Regions from separate parts of the Pan troglodytes genome. Here all the other regions are linked to region 3. Evidence: chromatin contacts called from public HiChIP or PLAC-seq data. All regions are on one chromosome and are shown on one strand. The core of a region is the stretch at or near the end of the contact, and the rest is flanking DNA. Distances in the headings are between cores, read along the strand shown.

Region 1 (3,100 bases), core at 401-2,900, 150 kb after region 3:
TCTGAGTCAGAGCCATGTCTTCTCCCTGGAATGAGTTGAGGCCATTGTGTTCCTTCCGCTTGGAGCTATTTTCCAGGCTTCTGCTGGGGCCTGGGACAACTGCTCCCACCTCCTGACACCCTTCTCCCACTCTCCTAGGCATTCTGGACCTCTGGGTTGGGATCAGGGGTAGAAATGGAAAGGACGGAGCATAAACAGCAGGGTGGGCTTGTGGGGCCTGGGAGGGGCAATCCTCAAATGCGAGGTGGGGGCAGCACAGGAGGGCAGCCTCCTTCTGAGCTCCTGTCCCCTGCTACACCTATTATCCCAGCTGCCTAGATTCAGGGAAAGTGGGACAGCTTGTAGGGGAGGGGCTCCTTTCCATAAATCCTTGATGATTGACAACACCCATTTTTCCTTTTGCCGACCCCAAGAGTTTTGGGAGTTGTAGTTAATCATCAAGCGAATTTGGGGCTTCCAAGTTGTTCAGGCCAAGGACCTGAGACCTGAAGGGTTGACTTTACCCATTTGGGTGGGAGTGTTGAGCATCTGTCCCCCTTTAGATCTCTGAAGCCACAAATAGGATGCTTGGGAAGACTCCTAGCTGTCCTTTTTCCTCTCCACACAGTGCTCAAGGCCAGCTTATAGTCATATATATCACCCAGACATAAAGGAAAAGACACATTTTTTAGGAAATGTTTTTAATAAAAGAAAATTACAAAAAAAAATTTTAAAGACCCCTAACCCTTTGTGTGCTCTCCATTCTGCTCCTTCCCCATCGTTGCCCCCATTTCTGAGGTGCACTGGGAGGCTCCCCTTCTATTTGGGGCTTGATGACTTTCTTTTTGTAGCTGGGGCTTTGATGTTCCTTCCAGTGTCATTTCTCATCCACATACCCTGACCTGGCCCCCTCAGTGTTGTCACCAGATCTGATTTGTAACCCACTGAGAGGACAGAGAGAAATAAGTGCCCTCTCCCACCCTCTTCCTACTGGTCTCTCTATGCCTCTCTACAGTCTCGTCTCTTTTACCCTGGCCCCTCTCCCTTGGGCTCTGATGAAAAATTGCTGACTGTAGCTTTGGAAGTTTAGCTCTGAGAACCGTAGATGATTTCAGTTCTAGGAAAATAAAACCCGTTGATTACTATATTGGATTCTGACTGATTCTTTGGGGGTGTATTGGTTAACTGAAGACGGAAAGTGGGGTAATGGAATGCAAATGATTTCCAGGTCATCTCAGATTTAGGTAGAGGGTGTCAACCTCCTCCATTTTTAGGCATTTGGAAATCCAAACTTCTTGTGGGCAGAGTCGTAGAATAAACCACACCATTCATTCTACTCTTGCCCAGCCACTGTTTAACGCACCTGGGAAAGTTTTTTTTAAAAAAGGGTTTGCACAAGAAGTGGGGTGTGGGAGCATTGCCAGTATCGGCCACAGCCCAAGATGGCCATGAAGTGGGAGTTTGGAGGCTGGTTGTATAAACAATTTGACCCCAAAGTGCAAGTCAAATAATAGGATAACCCTTTCTCCTTGCTAATGCTAGGGGTACCTGCCACCCTTAGCTGGTGATGGGGTGGTAGGGGGAGGGGGTTGGTAGGGTGAAATCCCGCCAGTACTCCCTGAGTTAAGTGGAATGACTGGCTTAGATCATTTCTGTTTCCTTCCAGATCTGACATTTTGTAACTAGATCGGCTACTAGCATTGGAAGGGCCCACGTTTCATCCCTTCCTCTAGAAAGCCTACCGGCAGTTTTTGAATCTGCCCTGCCCCCACTCCAGCAGAGAAGGACAGGGAGAGCATTGGCGGTAGCCCTGTCTGGAAAGGGCGGCCCTTTGCCTTGAACAGGAAGCCACAACCACCTAGAAAATGGAGCCTTCTTCTCTAGAAACTACAATTCCCAGCGGCCTCCACGCAGAGCATGCGCGGGAATGTGCCAGGCGGGCCGGCCGAACCAACTTGCCTTTCGATTCCCGACATGCTTCATGGTGTGTTCCGGTTTCCTTGATTTCCTACCCCCGCCAAACTTCCTGTTTCCAGCTTTCTAGCGGCGGACTACAACTCCCAGCATGCTGAGAGGTAAGATTCGTGGTTGATCTTCCGTTTTACACTTGGACTACAACTCCCAGAAAGTCGACGGGCGTGGCGGGGGAGGGGACGCTGAGGGCCCATGTGCTGATAATCCGAAGTGCCGCGGAAAGTGGAGGTGAGGGCCGCCCGCCCTAGAGGTGCCCGTCCGAGAGGCAGGTGCGGGAAGAGCCTATCCTTTTCCCTGGCCATGGCTCAGTCGCCTCCCCAGGGTTTCTTTGCACCGGAAGTTTGGAGCGGGTGGGTGCTGAAGACAGCTAGGCCTTGGCGATGTCTGGGATGAGGCTGGTGGGGGAAGCCTTTGGAGCCGTGACCTGAGAGGGCAGACCTTCGACCCACTACATTGCACTGCGCCTTCAGAACATGCAGGCAAAACCCCACTGCGGGACGCTCACCAGCAGCATCTCCAGATTGTGGAGGGAAAGAAGGGAAGGATCTCGGGGGCATGCAAGCTGCTCTGGGCTGGGGTGGTTCAGACCTGGATTGACTGAGGTGAAGGGGCTCCTTGCAGCAATCACGCAGAAGGCTCGGGTCTTAAGATTGGCCCTACTCCTAGTCAAGCTGTATGAACCAGGGTAGTCACTCCGGCTTTCAGGGCCTTGATTTCCTTGTCTGTAAAAGGGACTTTACGATGCATCTGGCAACCTCACCTTCCTCACTGGGCAATGTGAAGACCAAATGCCGGCAATGAAATTCCCAGCATTAGGTTTGTCATATAGTAGTCCTCCCTAAGCATTTGTTGAATACTCACAGGAACACTTAGGCCAGTCAGCATTAATTGAAAATGACAGGTGGGTTTTTTGTTTGTTTGTTTTTGTTTCTTTTTCCGAAAATAACATCAGGCCTTTATACTGAGAAGTATAAAGAAGAAAAATGAGCCAGTATCTCACTGTTCAGATAAACCGTTAATACATATTTTTAAATGCACATGGTTAGAAAATGCAAACGTTACGGGAAGGAACAAAATGGAATTAACAGACCTCCCAAACAGTTCCTCTCCCCTAAAACAAGTACTTTGGTTTCTTGTTTCCTTTCCA
Region 2 (2,888 bases), core at 342-2,841, 220 kb after region 3:
CACTGACTCTCAGTCAATGTCCTGTCACTAACCCCTCCCTGGCCTCTATTCTACATATTGGTGGTGAATTCCAAAGCCCCATTGGCCTGGGGACAGGGATGGGGTCCTTGAGAGACTCCTCAAGGGGAGGGAATATTGGAGGGATGACTTCCTGGTTATTGACCTGGCTGTACCCTCTACCCAGAAAACCCTCTCCATCCTCTGTGCTGCCTGGCTCTGTCCCCAGCACCTTGGAGGCTGATTAAGTATTGTAGTCATCTTTTTATGTTTACCTCCACCACCAGACTATGAGTGCCCATCACTGTTGACCTCACATCACCAAACTATAAGCATTTCCAGGGCTAGGACAGAGTTCCTGCAATCTCTTTGGTGCTGACACATAGTAGGTACTCAATTAACACTTGAGCTAAATTGGATTTAGCAGCTTGATCAGAAACGCCTTCCCCAAAGATCCCCTCCGTCTCATTATCCCTGCATCTCCTCCCCAGCCCTACTTCTCCTTCACTGTAAATCCCCCAAATCCCACCTGTCCTTTACCTCCCAGCTCAAGGATGCACTCCGTCCAGAAAGCCTTCCCTACTACTCTCACCCTTGGTGAGCTCTCTACTTCATAAACTGTAGAATCTTTAAAAGGTTGTTTTGAAGATTAAGTCAGATCATGGAAGTAAAATATTGGAACACGACTGGGCACAACATAAAGGCTGGATAAACTTGGGCTAGTCGTTAGGAAGGAAAAGAATGGCCTCTTCCTGCTGCTTCCACTTCTGAAAGCCGCCAGAGGGCGTCCACTACCCAACATTCCCTGGCAGGGGGTGCGGGAGAAGGGGCCCTTCCCCAAGAACAGAACTTCCTAAAGCGGATGTTTGAACCTCGCAGTTATACAGAAGACTTGTAGGAAGGATGGACAAACGTTCTTAAGCCCATGACGGCCCTTAACCTGGTCGCTCCCTTTTCTGATGGAGACTCAGGCAATAGCGTGTGTGTGTGTGTGTGTGTGTGTGTGTGTGTGTGTGTGTGTGTGTATCCGTGTGTCCTAATATCAGACATTTGTTCTTGTTTTCCAGGCAGCGTCTCTCTAGCTTCTTTCTGCAATGCTGTAGTACTCTCTCCAGTATTTCAGGAGGAGGAGCATTTGCTATTTTAAAAACAAAAAACAAAAACCTGGCCACATCCATTTTTTTCAGCAGCTATGCGATTTCCATCATTGCTCCCATTTTATGGATGAGGAAACTGAGTCTTAGAGGAATTCAGTAAGTGATACCTCTCTCGGATGTGTTGAGTAACTGAGACTGCACTCCCTCCCAGGCTGGAACGTCCTGGCACTCCCACCCCCACAGGCTCAGTTCTGTGCATTATCTGCCTTTTTCGGGGATTGTGACCCTTCTTCACAGCCTCCTCCCTCAGAAAGCCACCACCATCAGATCCGATTCTCCATGGTACAGCTTCTTCTTTGGTTCCACTCTCCAGCACCCTGGGGAAGCAGGGACAGAGGCTGCTGCCACTCTCTGACCTCTAAGGGGTTAAGGCCTGGGTCCCGCCCCTCTTCCCGCCCGCCTGGCGGGAGTATGAATAGCCTCGCTCCCACTCCCGACTCTCAGTCGCTCAGGCTACTCCCACCCCGCCCCGCCCCGTCATTGTCCCCGTCGGTCTCTTTTCTCTTCCGTCCTAAAAGCTCTGCGAGCCGCTCCCTTCTCCCGGTGCCCCGCGTCTGTCCATCCTCAGTGGGTCAGACGAGCAGGATGGAGGGCTGCATGGGGGAGGAGTCGTTTCAGATGTGGGAGCTCAATCGGCGCCTGGAGGCCTACCTGGCCCGGGTCAAGGCGCTGGAGGAGCAGAATGAGCTGCTCAGCGCGGAGCTCGGGGGGCTCCGGGCACAATCCGCGGACACCTCCTGGCGGGCGCGTGCCGACGACGAGCTGGCGGCCCTGCGGGCCCTCGTTGACCAACGCTGGCGGGAGAAGCACGCGGCCGAGGTGGCGCGCGACAACCTGGCTGAAGAGCTGGAGGGCGTGGCAGGCCGATGCCAGCAGCTGCGGCTGGTCCGGGAGCGGACGACGGAGGAGGTAGCCCGCAACCGGCGCGCCGTCGAGGCAGAGAAATGCGCCCGGGCCTGGCTGAGTAGCCAGGCGGCAGAGCTGGAGCGCGAGCTAGAGGCTCTACGCGTGGCGCACGAGGAGGAGCGCGTCGGCCTGAACGCGCAGGCTGCCTGTGCCCCCCGCTGCCCAGCGCCGCCCCGCGGGCCTCCCGCGCCGGCCCCGGAGGTGGAGGAGCTGGCAAGGCGACTGGGCGAGGCGTGGCGCGGGGCAGTGCGCGGCTACCAGGAGCGCGTGGCACACATGGAGACGTCGCTGGGCCAGGCCCGCGAGCGGCTGGGCCGGGCGGTGCAGGGTGCCCGCGAGGGCCGCCTGGAGCTGCAGCAGCTCCAGGCTGAGCGCGGAGGCCTCCAGGAGCGCAGGGCAGCGTTGGAACAGAGGTTGGAGGACCGCTGGCAGGAGCGGCTGCGGGCTACTGAAAAGTTCCAGGTGAGGAGGTTGAGGGCCTGGGTGAGAGAAAGTCCCAGAACGCTCCAGAAAGTCCCTTATGAAGCTCAGAGACCTTCTGGGAAGGGAGTGGGGCTAGCTGGCTGCTGAATCAGGAGCCAGTTCTCAGAAACCTGGTGCCACACGTCCTAGACTTTTACAGCCCGTCTAGTGTAGGATGCGAATGGTGGGGCTTCTCGAAGCACATCCCGGGTGGGCAGTCAGGCCCAAGACCCGTTGCAGCAGCCCCGCCACTCTCTGGATGGCACCTTCTGGCTCTGATGATGACTGGGGCTCCGGGCCCCTTCCCAGGCTCTGGTATTACTAGGAGGACACCCAGCACTGTCGCCTCTGCGCTGAATCTGGTGG
Region 3 (3,096 bases), core at 399-2,898:
ACCTTCTATCTCTCTCCAGGTTTCCGACTGGTGGATGAGGCTGCCTGGAGCGTGAGTTTCCTCTTCTGGGAGAGTCTGATAGGAGATGTTGAGGGGGGACAGAGGGTGGAGGAACAGATGCCAACTCTCAGCTTCATCCTCCAGTGGAGAGAGAGGAAGGCAGAGAAGTGAGTCTGGCCAACCCAGCTCCTAGAGATGGCAGCCCCACCTGCAGTGGGGAACATGGTGGGTGGGCCTTCGGAGGCCTCAAGAGTGGGAGAGGCCACACAGCAGGGAGGAGACACAGGAGATAGGAGGGCTGCGCCCACACCCTGGCTTATGACTGGCTCACAAGCACACACAACAGGCCCTATACCATGAGCTGGTTTTGAGTGGGGTTCAGAGATGAGCTCCCCCGTCTCCAGCCGTCCCCCTAGCACAAGGCCAGCTTAGGCCAGGGTTGAGAGCTGACACCCGGCCCAATCCTGCCCGAGCTGAGGCCTGGCTGAGCCTGGGAACCTCAGGCCAGCACAAGCTGTTCCTGTCCCCAGGGACTAGGGTCACAGCACAGCCCCAGGAGAGGCCACTCATAACAGGCCAGAACAGGGGAGTGGAGAGCAGCTACTGGAGGCTGGAGATGGGGGTGGGGGTGAAGGGTTGCCTTGCTGGGGCCTGGGCTCCTGGACCCCCCACACACCCACCTGGCCCTTAGCACAACTTCAGATCATCAGCCTGCCAAGTTTTCTGAGGATCCAGTTGCCCGGGACCTCAAGCTGAACCCCCAGTCCTCATAACTGGCAAAGATGTGAGAGCCAGGGACCGGCAAACCTGGGTCCTTCCCCTACATCCTCCCTCAAACATTCCTGCCGGTGGACAGAGAGATGACACTGATAATCTGTTTATCTAGCATCATTCAAAGCAGGAGACACGTTTTTGCTCACTTAAGCCTCACAACCCATGAGGTAGGCCCTATATTATTCTCCTTTAGAAATGAGAAACTGAGGCACAGAGGTCAGGCCTCTTGACCAAGACCCCACAGACAGTAAGCTGCAGAGTGGAGGGTGGCACTTAGGCAGTCTTGGCTCCAGTGTCGATGCTCTTGTGGCTACACTTCCCTTGAAAGCCAAGGACAGCACCCAGTCTTCTCTTCCCAACCCTGGGAGGGGGCAGTGGGCCAGGCTGCCCCTGACTCACAAAGTCCCGGGACCAGGGGCTTAGGGAACAACCTCGCTAGCATTTCATCTCATTTACATGTTCATTACGGAAGGGAACCCCCAACCCATCCTCTCTGGCCCCCTCCACTGTCCCCTTCCCCTCCTTCACGTCTCTCTCCATCAGTCCCTCTTTTCTACACTCCTGGGTCTGGGGCCTCAGACTCCAGTCGAGGAGGGGGACCGCAAGCCCTTTCCCCGGGGCAGGGTGGTCTCCGGGGCCGCACCACCGGGCCTCCCCTGCCAGGGGGCGCGCAGTCACTCACCTGCCTTGGGGCCCCGTCTCCCCTGCGGCCTGGGGTAGGAACCGCCGGGGTCTGCGAGGAGGAGGACTGGACAGCCGAGGACGGGGCGAGGGTCCCCGCTTCGAGCCCCAGCCTGACTGCGGGAGCGGCGGGGAGGCGGGACGCTGCTGATCGCAGGGCCGGGAGGGGCGCCGAGGGGCGGGGGGCAGGAAGGGGGTGGGAACTCGGGCCCTCGCCAAGGCAGGAAGTTTTGACAAGGAAACAGGAGCCGGGGGAGGGGAGATCCAGGCGCCCGGGAGGGAAAACTGTATTCTGGGTGGGATCACAGAGGCCGACTCTGCGCGGCCTGGGCCAGGAGCAGAGGGGGATAAGAAGGGGATGAGGAGGGGAGGTCAGCGCAGGGGCCCAGGGCCCCAGTCCCTCCCTAGCTTCCCCTCGTTGTGCGGCCTGGGTTACTTAACCTCTCGTGCCTCCGCTTTCCTATCTGCAAAGTGGGGTTGTGGGAAGGAATCAATGAGATCGCCTACGTCGGGCACTGTCCAGTGCTGCCCAGCAACCGTGATCTTATTAAGACCCCTCCCGGGCACCGCATCCCACTAGTCTCGGAGAGGCTGACAGGGCGAGGCCCCCCTCTCCTCCTGCCGCCCCTAATCGCACTGCGGAAGGCCGGGCGCGGTGGCTCATGCCTATAATCCCAGCACTTTGGAAGGCCGAGGCCGGCCGATCGTGGAGCCCAGAGTTTGGAGACCAGCCTGGCCAACATGGCGAAATCCTGTCTCTACTAAAAATACAAAAATTAGGGCCGGGCGCCGTGGCTCAGGCCTGTAATCCCAGCACTTTGGGAGGCCAAGGAGGGAGGATCATTTGAGGTCAGGAGTTAGAGACCAGCCTGGCCAACACGGTGAAACCCCGTCTCTACGAAGAGTACAAAAAAAATTGCCGGGCGTGGTAGTGGGCGCCTGTAATCCCAGCTACTGGGGGAGGCTGAGGCAGGAGAATCGCTGGAACCCAGGAGACGAAGGTGGCAGTGAGCCGAGATCGTGCCACTGCACTCCAGCTTCGGCGACAGAGCACAGCTCCGTCAAAAAAAAAAACGCGCCAGGTGTAGTGGCGCGCACCTGTGGTCTCGGTTTACTGGGGAGGCTGAAGAGGAAGGATCGCTTGAGCCTAGGAGGTCGAGACTGCAGTGAGCCAAGATCCTGCCACTCCACTCCAGCCTGGGCGACAGAGCGAGACCCTATCTTAAAAAAAAGAAAGAAAAAAAAAGAAAAAAAAGTCACACCGCGGGAGGGTGTGACCCTGGGAAGCATTCTCCGCCTCTACCCGCCCCGCCTCCGGCCCACACCCAGCAGCGCGTAAGCAACTCCTAAGCCCACCGAGTCCGGTGCGAGCGCCACCTCGCGGCTAGCATCCGCTTCCCAGAGCCCCACAGCCGGGGGACCGGACCTGGGAGCCCTTCCCCGCCTGATAGCAATGAACATTAGCTTTCGCCGTGGTCAGCCCTTCAGGCGTATTGCCTCATTGAATCCTTCACTCGAGATTGGTTTCATCATTATGTCCTTTTACATATGGCGAAACCGACGTCCTGAGCGGCTTAGGACACTAATTAGTGGCAGAAGCACTATTTGGTTTGGTTTTGAGACGGAGTCTTGCTCTGTCTC

What was found. HiChIP or PLAC-seq counts read pairs in DNA pulled down with a chosen protein or histone mark.
Region 1: an H3K4me3 HiChIP or PLAC-seq map of stem cell-derived excitatory neurons shows a contact between it and region 3, with 6 times the contacts expected there. The contact joins the promoter of MRPL24 here to the promoter of PEAR1 in region 3. A contact is called at or near these places in 1 of 7 Hi-C or Micro-C datasets (stem cell-derived neural progenitor cells) and 1 of 1 datasets of contacts at active chromatin or transcription factors (stem cell-derived excitatory neurons).
Region 2: an H3K4me3 HiChIP or PLAC-seq map of stem cell-derived excitatory neurons shows a contact between it and region 3, with 8 times the contacts expected there. The contact joins the promoter of NES here to the promoter of PEAR1 in region 3. A contact is called at or near these places in 1 of 1 datasets of contacts at active chromatin or transcription factors (stem cell-derived excitatory neurons) and 1 of 1 other capture datasets (stem cell-derived neural stem cells).

What each region holds. Positions count from the first base shown.
Region 1 is chr1:92,455,742-92,458,841 of NHGRI_mPanTro3-v2.0_pri, forward strand. It overlaps MRPL24 (mitochondrial ribosomal protein L24), which reads left to right and starts at 1,651. Exons shown (of 6, transcript XM_003949609.5): 1 at 1,651-2,054. HDGF (heparin binding growth factor) reads left to right here. Exons shown (of 7, transcript XM_063796866.1): 7 at 1-1,124.
Region 2 is chr1:92,519,861-92,522,748 of NHGRI_mPanTro3-v2.0_pri, forward strand. It overlaps NES (nestin), which reads left to right and starts at 1,592. Exons shown (of 4, transcript XM_003308514.6): 1 at 1,592-2,522. The coding sequence starts at 1,740.
Region 3 is chr1:92,304,542-92,307,637 of NHGRI_mPanTro3-v2.0_pri, forward strand. It overlaps PEAR1 (platelet endothelial aggregation receptor 1), which reads right to left and starts at 1,649. Exons shown (of 24, transcript XM_016929509.3): 1 at 1,457-1,649.